2 separate regions of the Zea mays genome follow, and region 1 is linked to region 2. A link is a contact called in public Hi-C data. All regions are on one chromosome and are shown on one strand. The core of a region is the stretch at or near the end of the contact, and the rest is flanking DNA. Distances in the headings are between cores, read along the strand shown. Region 1 has its middle 53 kb from the start of LOC100275772. Region 2 holds the start of LOC100191856 (chorismate mutase).

Region 1 (5,167 bases), core at 265-2,764, 780 kb after region 2:
CTCGGCAGAGTGTTGGAAACTGGTATATTAGTTGTGCCCATGATTATGAGCAGCCTTGTGAGCTCCTTTGATTAGAGTTACTCTGGATACTTTTATGATGATGTTTAATGATGACGATTATAACTATGGTATTTTGGTATTTCCTCTTTGAGGGAGTGCCATTTGGGTAATAACTTGGGTTTATTACTAAAACTTGGTTTTCTATTTAGTAATAAATACCTGACCAACTAAAAGCAACTGATTCAAGCTTAATTCCACATACAGCTAGTCCACTTTAGCCAAACGGGACATTTACTGAGTACGTTGATGTGTACTCACCCTTGCTTTAAAAACCACCCAACATCAGGTTGTCCCTATTGCAATAAGTGCTCAGGAGAAGATGAAGGCAACATGGAGGACTTTCAGGACTTCGACGAATTATAGTTGTGTTTAGTGGTGAACCCCCAGTCAGCTGCCTGTGAAGGCCTTATCGTACTATGTTTCGTGTTCGCACTTTGATCTATGTTAAGTTAATGACTCTGTGGATGTCTTGGACATCATGATGTAATAAGTACTTATTTCCGCTATTATTTTGAGCTATGTGTAATAATGTCCAATTATGTAATCGCTGTGTACGTGAATTTCTAATCCTGGCACGTACATGATTTACATTCGGTTTGTCGTCCAAAACCGGGTGTGACGAGCAGGGATGACAATTAAATGGGGACTAGAGCTGTAAAAGAGCCAGACTCAGCTCGACTCGATGCATGAGCAGGCTGAGCTCGGTTAGATTTAACGTTTCTACGATCTCGAGGTAGAGGCTTGACTCTGGCATGCAAGTCGGCCTGCTTTGCTTCTTGATTCTAGAGAAGATAACTAGTATAGGCAATGCACATGAATAATAAAGCATAGGCTAAGTAAAATCAATTGATCGAGCAATGTAGATAACATATAATGAAAAAAAATTAAGTAGATTTGTGTATCCAAATTTTTGGGCTCTTAGTCTCTATTAAATCAATTTGGACCTAGCTCGTGAGCCAGCTCAAGAGCTTGAACGAGCTGGCTCGACTCTAGCTACATAACAAAAGCCCAAAAACTTGTTGAGAACTATGTTACCACGTATCACTAGATCCGCTTTCTTCGCTCCCGTCACCAGTAGAAGCGCGAGAAGTTATATAACCTCGTTCTCTTTCCTAGCAATCCATACACTCAGAGAACACACAAGACACAATATGTAGGATTGAGTCTCTGGTCTCTTTTTGTCGTTCTCATATTATGAGGGGTATAGGCTTCTTTATATAGAGACGTGAGACCACTCAAGAGTATATTCGGTATTTACCCACATAACCTTTTATTAGGGTTTCTCAACAAAACTAACTTCATTTGGCTCATCTAAGGCTCGGGAGTCGAACCGCTTCTAGCTCAAGTAGTCTCATAAACTTGGAGCTTTTTTCCAATTGAGGACCGCTGCAACCCGACAATATCAGCCGAAAAAAGATTGTGTGTTGGGCAAGAAGCTTACGACCCAGCAGTCACTCCATGACAATGAATCAGCCCATGTAAGACCGTGTATAGGGGCAAGAAGGTTACGGCCCAACAGTCTCTCTATGGCAACGAATGTGGCATTGGCCCAAAAAGTTAAGAAAAACGAATGTGGGCTCGACCCAAAAGTAGAAGTAAAGAAAAAGGAGAACAAATATCGTGGGCAGCAGTGTTACCCCAGGATTAAGTGGGCTAATACGAACATGTACTCTTTCGTTTCGTAATAATAACAAGATAAGTCTACCCATATTTTTGTCTCTTTGTATCTAGGAATGACAATGGTTCGGATTCGAGCTGGGTGGAGAAAAATCTATCCACGGTCGCATATGTGAAGTCTAACTAAACCCACTCACGATCATACCCACGGGTGTAATTCCAAACCCGTACCCGAACTCGTCGGGTTTCAGGTGGGTTTTAGGTCACTCATGGGTTTTCTACATTAAGGACTTTTAAACAATAATTCAACTATAAACAATTAAGTACTAATTCGGTGGCGGAGCCAGGAATTTTGGTTAAGAGGGCCTTTCTGCCATATTATTATATACTAGTTAGTTGCCCATACATTAATAAGGTTTCTATATATCATATAAATAGACTTTGCTCAAATGAGATATTTATTCAAACACGATTATGTTTCTTATTTTAAAATTATTACTATATAGTTACAATATCACTTCTTCATATAACACAAACATACATAAGTTACGGTGGTAGAAGCCAAACACCTCAAACCGAGTGGGTAGGGTTCTAATCTTTGGCACCCCAGTCTGTCTGGTTCAGATATAGAATCCTGAAAATTTGATTATAACTATGAGATGCGAGAAATCTGTTGTGAGCTGATGATTGTAAAAAAACTAAAATTTGTTTGGTTAAAACAAATATCAACTATAGATTCTATAAGAACATGAAAGTTTTGTAACATGAATGACAGAAATCTAGAAAATCTAAGGTAGAAGGTTATTCTGAATTGAACTAGAGAAATTAGTACATTTTTAGCAATCTATTTTACTATTGTACTCGTTTGATTGAGAATCTAGATTTTTGGCAGGAAATCTGGTTCAGAAAGCTAAACCAAACACTCTCTTATATTAGTAGAAATTTATATAACATATAACATTGTAATATCTGCTAGTTATAGTTTATATGCTCACCAAGTAACATATAACACGTCAACTAAGCAACATATATGCACAGGTGCAGGATAGTTCGTAGCGGAAACTGACTAACAACGACACGACAGGAGCCCTCGGTGGGGCGACGCATGGGCATAGAAGGACTACGATACGAGCGTGCAGCAACATATCACGGATTCACGATTTATAAACATGAAGAACGAGATCACGTGATAGGATTTCCGTTTAGTTGCGTATCATGCGTTGTATTTCGTTTGAGCTTTGACCAATTAAGCTTAATTGGACTAATTAATATATGCATATTTTTAAATTTTGTTGGCAGGTGCAGCCCCTGCTTGCCTCCGCCTACCAACAATAATTGAGCTATATCATTAATTTTAAGTCTTCTTATATTGAACAACAACAAATTATTTCATGAATCATTAGCTAAGTTATTTATTCAAAATAATTAACATTAAATAATTAACATTGCATGTTAATCATTTTTACGCAAAATAAAGTGTAAACTAAATTTTGGGATAGGTACAGGTCACCTGTGAGTTAAAATAAAACCTACACCCACACCTCCGGGTCAAAAACTTCATATGTACCAGCACCCGTAGGGTTGGGTACCCGTCAGATTTCACGTTTGCGATTTAAATTGCCATCCCTAGTCATGTTTGCCATCGACTTAGGCATCTTCTTAGGCCTTGATCGCGGATCTTGTCGATGCTTGTTGGGGCGAAGGCGAAGACACTATCCTTCCCTCGGAAGGCTGCACCAACGAAGGCAAGATGACGGTGTGGCCCACCCTCCGTCCTCCTCGCTGCAAGACGAAGGCCTACGACGAAGTCTTCCCATCCCACGTCCTCACACAACCTGGAGGCCCACGTGGGATTCGGCCTATTGTAACAGGCCCCGCACGGAGAAGCGTGTTACAGGCCCGATTTGTAATAGCTTTTCTGTAATGACAGTCTGTAACCCTCTTGTGGGAATATTCTGGGGATAATCCAGGTGCCTGAGGACATAAACGTCCTTACATCGAGACGTTGGGCACTCGGGCACCTATAAATACCCCCGTACAGTGCCCTTGAGAGGCTGGATTAACAGAGCAATTGCCATCTCAAGTTAAACCTTGTTTGCATTCTCCACATTTCCCCGTTGGATCATCTTGCCCAGGAGAGCAAGTTCCAACATTTGGCGCCCACCGTGGGGCTCCGAACAAACCACCCGCGATGGCACCCAAGAGAGCTAGCTCGAAGGCAGCCCCATCCGTCGACGAAGCAGCGAAGGCAGCGCTGCTAGCCGAGAAAAAGGGCAAGGCCCTCGCAGACACCACCCACCAAGAAGCCTGCGAAGACGACGCACTCAGCAAGAGACAGCGCAACAATCAACCAACTCCCGAAGGCACCCTCCGCACCTGCAGCTCCGGAGGACAACCACAAGAACCACCCCTAGACTTCGCTCCACTAGAGGGCGAGGACGCCACAGAGGACGGTGAAGTCATCGGCATCCCAGCAGAAGAACAGCTACAGCTGCGGGCCCTGCGCATCAAGAACCACAACCTCCAGAAGCAGAAAGAAATCCTCGAGGCCAAGCGCCAACGTGTCTCTGCGCAGGCCAAGGTGCGCCAGATGATACGAGACGAGGAGCAGAGGGCTCAAGAACTTGAGCAAGAGATTGCGCTCATGCAGCGCGAAGGCCAACATGATCTGCAACACGGCCCGCCCCTCCAACAGCGCGCGCCAGTCGGAGACCTATTCATTCCTCAGCGCGGACCCTTCATCCCGCACGCCACAGCTTTCCAAGGCATCAACTACCTTGATGAGCGGAGCCCCCTGGCGCCGCAACTGCAAGTGTCACCATGGCCCGCCAACTTCAGGGCAGGGACCTACCCCAAGTACAACGGCAGCACTGACCCAGCACAGTACATCATGAGCTATCAAGTCGTTGTCGCATCATCAGGAGGGGACGACGCCACGATGGCCAAGTCTTTCATCATCGCCCTCGAGGGTCCGGCCTTGACCTGGTACATCAGGTTGCCCCCATTGTCCATCGACTCCTGGAGAAGTCTCCGGGACAAGTTTCTGCTCAACTTCCAAGGGTACCGCCCAGACACCGATGCCTTGGCCGAACTGTCACTCTGCAAACAGCTGGAGAAAGAAACCCTGCGGGAGTACTACCGCAAGTTCCTGACTCTCAAGTCACAACTACTCTCGGTCGACGACCAAATTGCTATACACTACGCCATCAGTGGCCTTCGGGCTGGCGTCCTGTACAGTCACTGCATCAGGGACCCACCCAAAAACCTCCAAGAACTCTATCAGTTGTTTGAAAAGTACGCCAGATCCGAAGAGCTCCACCAGCGCAAGGTCGAGTCTCAAAGAAAGCCTAAGGACCCTCCGCAGTCCAGCCGAACATGGACAAGACCTTCGCAGTCAGACCCCGGTCGGGACAGCCGCAGTCAGCAGCAGGTGCATAACATTGCCAACCAGCACCCCACCGGTGAGGCCCCTCGCCGTCAAGATTATCCC
Region 2 (5,358 bases), core at 367-2,866:
AGGTGAGGGTAGATCTTGAGGGAAGAATGGAACATCTTCTGGCTTTTGATAATGTCCAGCCTACAAGAACTCACATTTGTATTGAGAGATTGCACAAGAGTGTTAACTATTGCAGTATACAAAAATTCACACATGTATTCAGATTGCGAAGAAGATATCACAGAATGTTATTGCTGCAGTATATGTGCAGCAATACCACCAGTAGCCTCTAAACCCTCTGTGATATTTGGCTTGGGTAAGAACATTCTTAACCACTTAAATAAATGTTTTGGCATTCTCCTTGTCCAGTGAAATATCAGTAAACAATGATTGATCATATTAGTTACTCAGTTAGATAAATAACAAGAAGTACATTTTATTTTTTTCGTGCCAAGTGAATTTGAAACGAACAAATAGAGATAGGATTCAGTTCTTCAAATCAACACAGTGGAAAGCCATGTAGAGAAGTGTCAAGGGTGCTCAAAGAACCAAATCCATCTCTACCCCGGTAAGATCTGGGTTTCATCAAGGAGTGATTGCATATAATGTGAACCTAAAAGAAGAAGCACTTATTTCGTACTGAAGTTTTACAGCTGGTTTACTTTACTAGTTAGATCAAACCTAAGTGCTTAAGGGCATCTAGCGTAATGGTTAATGCTTCCGAGTACCACCTCTAGGTCCTGTCTTCTCGATCCCCCTCGAGGGCAAATTTCTGACTTGGTTAAAAAAATCCCTTTGTTGTGCCTCACCCGCCCACCCTTCGGTTGGTCGTTGCAGAGTGGATGGGGCCACGGTTCGAGAATTTTCTCGACCGTAATCATGTTTCGATCTATTTTTAAATATAATATCAGGAGGACGGTCTTTCTCTCTCCGACCAAATTTTTTTTAGATCAAACCTAAGTTGAGCATTTCACCAGACAAAAATAGGTAATCTGCAATGGCGATAACTGTAGCCTCTACGTTTCAGCTGAATTCCAAACACAACCAACGGGGGTGTCTAGGCGTTTAAAAATCTTGCCACCTTGAATCATAGGTAAGCTGACCACGTTTACAATAACAAACGATAGGTTCTGCCCGACCAAGAACTTGAGAGCGCAGTGGTTTGGCCCCATCCGCGTAGTTCCTCATCCAGGCAAGGCAATACAAGTCTTAATAACAGAGGAAACTGAGGGACGAACAAGAAAAGCACGAAAAAGGAAGAGGCTTGCCTTTGCGTTGAGGGCCTCTGCTTCCCGGACGAAGAACTCCACGAGCGAATGTTCTCCAGCGGTGGCGGCGGGCGCGTAGGCTGGCGCGTTCCGCGGATGCCGGGCGCGCTCGATGAGCGCGAACACCACGGAGTCCTCCAGCCGCACCAGCGCGTCGCGCACCGCGGCCAGGCTTAGCTGGTCGCCGCCCGCCGCGTCCATAGCGAGTAATGGATCGGAGTGTCGGAGGGAGGGCTAGAACGAATGGGGGTCGGTCGTCAGCCAAGCGTGAACTGCGGCCTGCTGGTGGGTTGCCTGGTGCAGTGGGGAAAGGCGCGTGGTTTGGGCCTCCCACACGGCGGTGGTGGTTGCAGTGGTGTTGACGCGGATGGCGAGTCGGCGACTTGTGGTCAGTCCACCCGTCCAGACCGTTGGTGGAAATGGTCGGAGTGGCCAATCACCAATGGGACCCAAGATGACCGGTTTTCTCCATCTCCAAGCTCCAAGTGCAGTACTGCAGTGACCGCTCAAGCGTGGAAACAGAAAAAAGACATGGTCAGCGGCTGATCAAGCCTAACACCAACTATAGCAGCGTGGAATGGAGTATTTGAGAGATTTGAGGTGTGTAAGCGTGAGTATGCGTGATATGGTGGCGGGTATAAATATCCTTGTAATCGAACGACCAGACATTCAAAAAAACTACTATTACTGAATCAAAAACACTGAAATAACAAAACAGTATTGTTGATAGTCACCTAGAAGCGGTGAATATGTGATACCTGAAATTCACAACTTAAACACAAACTTGGCACACAAATTAAAAGTTAGTACAAAACTAGATCCATAAGAGTGAGAAGGAGAGAAGTTCTTGCACTTGGTTGCTCACAACATTGCGGAATTAATTTGAGCAATATTACATGTGAAAAATGAAACAAGAACTTAAGAGTGAATCCTAATGAAAATAGAGCACACAAGACACAATGATTTTTCTCGTGGCTCCATCAAGCCTCAAATGCTTGTCTACTCCATGTTGTGGTGTCTCAACTGACGAGGGTTGCACTCAATATCTCTCAAGTGATCCAATGATCACCTTAAGCCCACAATCTTCATTATCAAATATAGATCTCCTCGCAAGGATCTCCACAGATCGGAGTCTCTTGCAGTCATACACAAGTTCAATAGAAGTTGCAACTCCAAATAACAGCAAGAGGGAGGAGTAGAACACAACGCAAGAGCAAAACACAGCCACACGACATAAGAATGCAGATCTCGAAAGCACGCTCTCACAAGAATGTCTAGAACTACTCAGAACAGTGATCAGGTCTATGTAGAATGACAAGAATGTGTTGTGGTAGCCATTGGAGTTTCCTCCAAAAACTGCTCTGCGCAGTGGCGCACTAGATCAGTCCGGTGCACCACCGGACCGAGAAGAGTAGTAAGCCTCTGGTATCTTGATTGGGACCTTCCAATTTGGGCCATCACGTGTTGCCCTACCGTTGATGTAATCGTTACGCACTGAAGTAGTCGTTACCACGTGAAAGGGAAATAGCCTCAACCATCTCCTATAATCGATTTTGGTGTTTGACGACCATCACAAAACTTATGGACTAACTAGTTTGCCTAGTTGGTCTTTTCTCCGATGCATAAAGTTCATATACATTTGTAAGGAAAATGGACCCTTAGGTCGTTTCTATAAATATGGGGCGAATCAGACTTGCACCAGCCTGCAATGCACCGGACAGTGTTCGGTGCCTAGGCTGGTGCGCCCAACGGACAGACCGCTCTCGGAAAAAACTCAGCGCTCCGCGGCTATAATTCACCGGACTGTCCGGTGTGCACCGAACTGTCCGGTGAGCCCACGGCCAACGGTCAACTTCGCCAATGGTCGACTGCCACCGGAGTCAGAAACCGTCAGAAAGTCATAAACGGTCAGGCGTCAGGTCGCACCGGACTGTCCGGTGCGCCACAGGGGCAGGCGGATCCAACGAATGACTGCTACACATGCCAACGGTCGAGTGACGTGGCAGGCACCGGACAATGAATAGTGTCGTGTACGGTGTGCACCGGACTGTCTGGTGCACCCGTCTACAGAAAGCTGCTCCTTTCTCTCCAACGGTTATAATTGTGGTGGGGGTTATAAATACAACCCCAACCACCTCCATTCAGCACACCCAAGCATTCAATGCATCCACATTCAATACAAGAGCAAGGAATTCATTCCAAGACACATTCAAAGCTTCCAATCATCTCCAAGTCCCACAATTAAGACAAGGGATCAATAGTGATTAGTGACTTGAGATAGTGTGATTCGTGTTTTATTTGTTGCTCTTGTTGCTTGACTTTTTAATCATGCTTTCTTCATCTCCTTCTAAACTCTCTAAGTGACTTGTAAAGCTAGCAAGAGACACCTTAGTGTGTGGTGATCCTTGCGGGATCTTTGTGATCCTTGAGATTAAGAAGAAGCACTCAATCGGTCTAGATGATCGGTTGAGAGAGGGAACCGAACCTCGGGAAACAAATCGTTGTGTTCATTTGCTTTGATCATTAACTTGTGATTTGATTCTCCCTCTCCCCTCTCTCTAAAAGTTCTCTTGCTCACAATCCTATGAGTTAGCTCCCAAAGTTATCTACATTGATTGAACAACTCATAGCAAGAAGAACTCTCTTCCGCACTCCGTATTCATTATTATTTGTTTCTAATCCTAACCCTAGGTGAAGTACGTGTTCAAAGTGTATAATTTACAGGTTTCATCTATTCACCCCCCCCCCATCTAGGAGACTTTCAATTGCTATCAAAGCCCAGTACTTCATTAGAGTCTAACAACTAGAAGTAATGTCGGGAGAACACGCCAAAAGGGAGATGATCACCGGGGGAAAGCCCGGATCTTCGTGAGAGAAAAATGAAGAAAAGACTCCGTCAAAGGAGGGCGGCTGTTGGGAGTATGCTTCGTAGCCGAAGATCCTAAAAAAAGAGAACACCTTCGGTAGATCCTCTCAAGAGCAGCGCCGAAGCTATCGCCTATAAAGCTTCGGCATAGTGACATGCCTCAAGACGAAGGGGTGAACCGACTTAAAGATGAAATGACCTAAAAGACCCATGATGTTCTGTGTCTTTATTGTAGTCGATTGTAAAGGGCATAAATGTAATTATACACAGGCTGCGCTCTATGCCTATAAATAGGTGAACAGTACCCCTGTACTGTTCACGCAATCTTGTAATCGCTGACACATTACACTGGAATTATTGCTTTCTGCCAAGGCGAAGGTATAAATGTACCTAAATATTATGTTTTAATATTTAGGTTTGTATAATAAAATATGTGAATAATATTATCTGTTTTTGGTACATCTTTCTCTAATGTTTTATATTTTATATTTCATTTTACATTGTCTTATAAGCCTGATCACGAAGTTGTGACCTTCGTGATATTTTGCTCATGGCCTTCGTCCGAAGTTCATTAAATCCTTGGGGAGATAATGCTTCAGCGGATGAAGGGCATTAATATAACATTTTATGTTGCCTTGTTCTTAATTCATAGCATTTAAGAACAAGTCCCCAACAGCGGCCACAAGCACAAGGAAAAAGATGAATCCGCCGGCTCCATCAAGTCACACAAGAAGGGCGATAAGAAGAAAAAGAAGATGAAGAAGGTTGTCTACTACGAGACCGATTCTTCCATGCCCTCAACCTCCGGCGTCGAGTCAACATCTTCGAAGCACTAAGAGCGTAAGAAGTGTAGTAAGATCCCTCTTCACTATCCTCGCATTTCCAAACGTGCTCCTTTACTTTCCGTTCCCTTAGGCAAACCACCATACTTTGATGGTGAAGATTATTGTATGTGGAGTGATAAAATGAGGCACCAGCTAACCTCACTCCACGAAAGTATTTGGGATATTATTGAATTTGGAGCGCAGGCACCTCAAGAGGGCGATGAGGATTACGACTTCGATGAGGCCGCCCAAGTAAGGCACTTCAACTCTCAAGCCACCTCCATACTCCTAGCTTCCTTGTCTAGAGAGGAGTACAAAAAGGTGCAAGGGTTGAAGAGTGCCAAAGAAATTTGGGACGTCCTCAAAACGGCGCCTGAAGGGGACGAAGTGACAAAGATCACCAAGCAGGAATGATCGAGGGAGAACTCGGTTGGTTCATCCTCAACAAAGGAGAAGAGTCACAAGCAATGACAATCGGCTC

What was found. A called contact is a pair of places that touch in the nucleus more often than the background predicts.
Region 1: a contact with region 2 is called in a Hi-C map of ear, with 2.0 times the contacts expected there. The contact joins the enhancer-like site here to the promoter of LOC100191856 in region 2. A contact is called at or near these places in 2 of 25 Hi-C or Micro-C datasets (ear and tassel).

The regions. Positions count from the first base shown.
Region 1 is chr5:95,075,282-95,080,448 of Zm-B73-REFERENCE-NAM-5.0, forward strand. No RefSeq gene overlaps it. Among protein-coding and RNA genes, the nearest start is that of LOC100275772, 53 kb to the right of the region's middle. Within about 2 kb of position 1,515, at least 16 of the 20 cell types and tissues checked have an H3K27ac peak or open chromatin away from gene starts, as enhancers often do. A contact at or near this core is called in ear and tassel, where this site is marked.
Region 2 is chr5:94,295,762-94,301,119 of Zm-B73-REFERENCE-NAM-5.0, forward strand. It overlaps LOC100191856 (chorismate mutase), which reads right to left and starts at 1,617. Exons shown (of 5, transcript NM_001137280.2): 1 at 1,188-1,617; 2 at 1-60. The coding sequence starts at 1,388.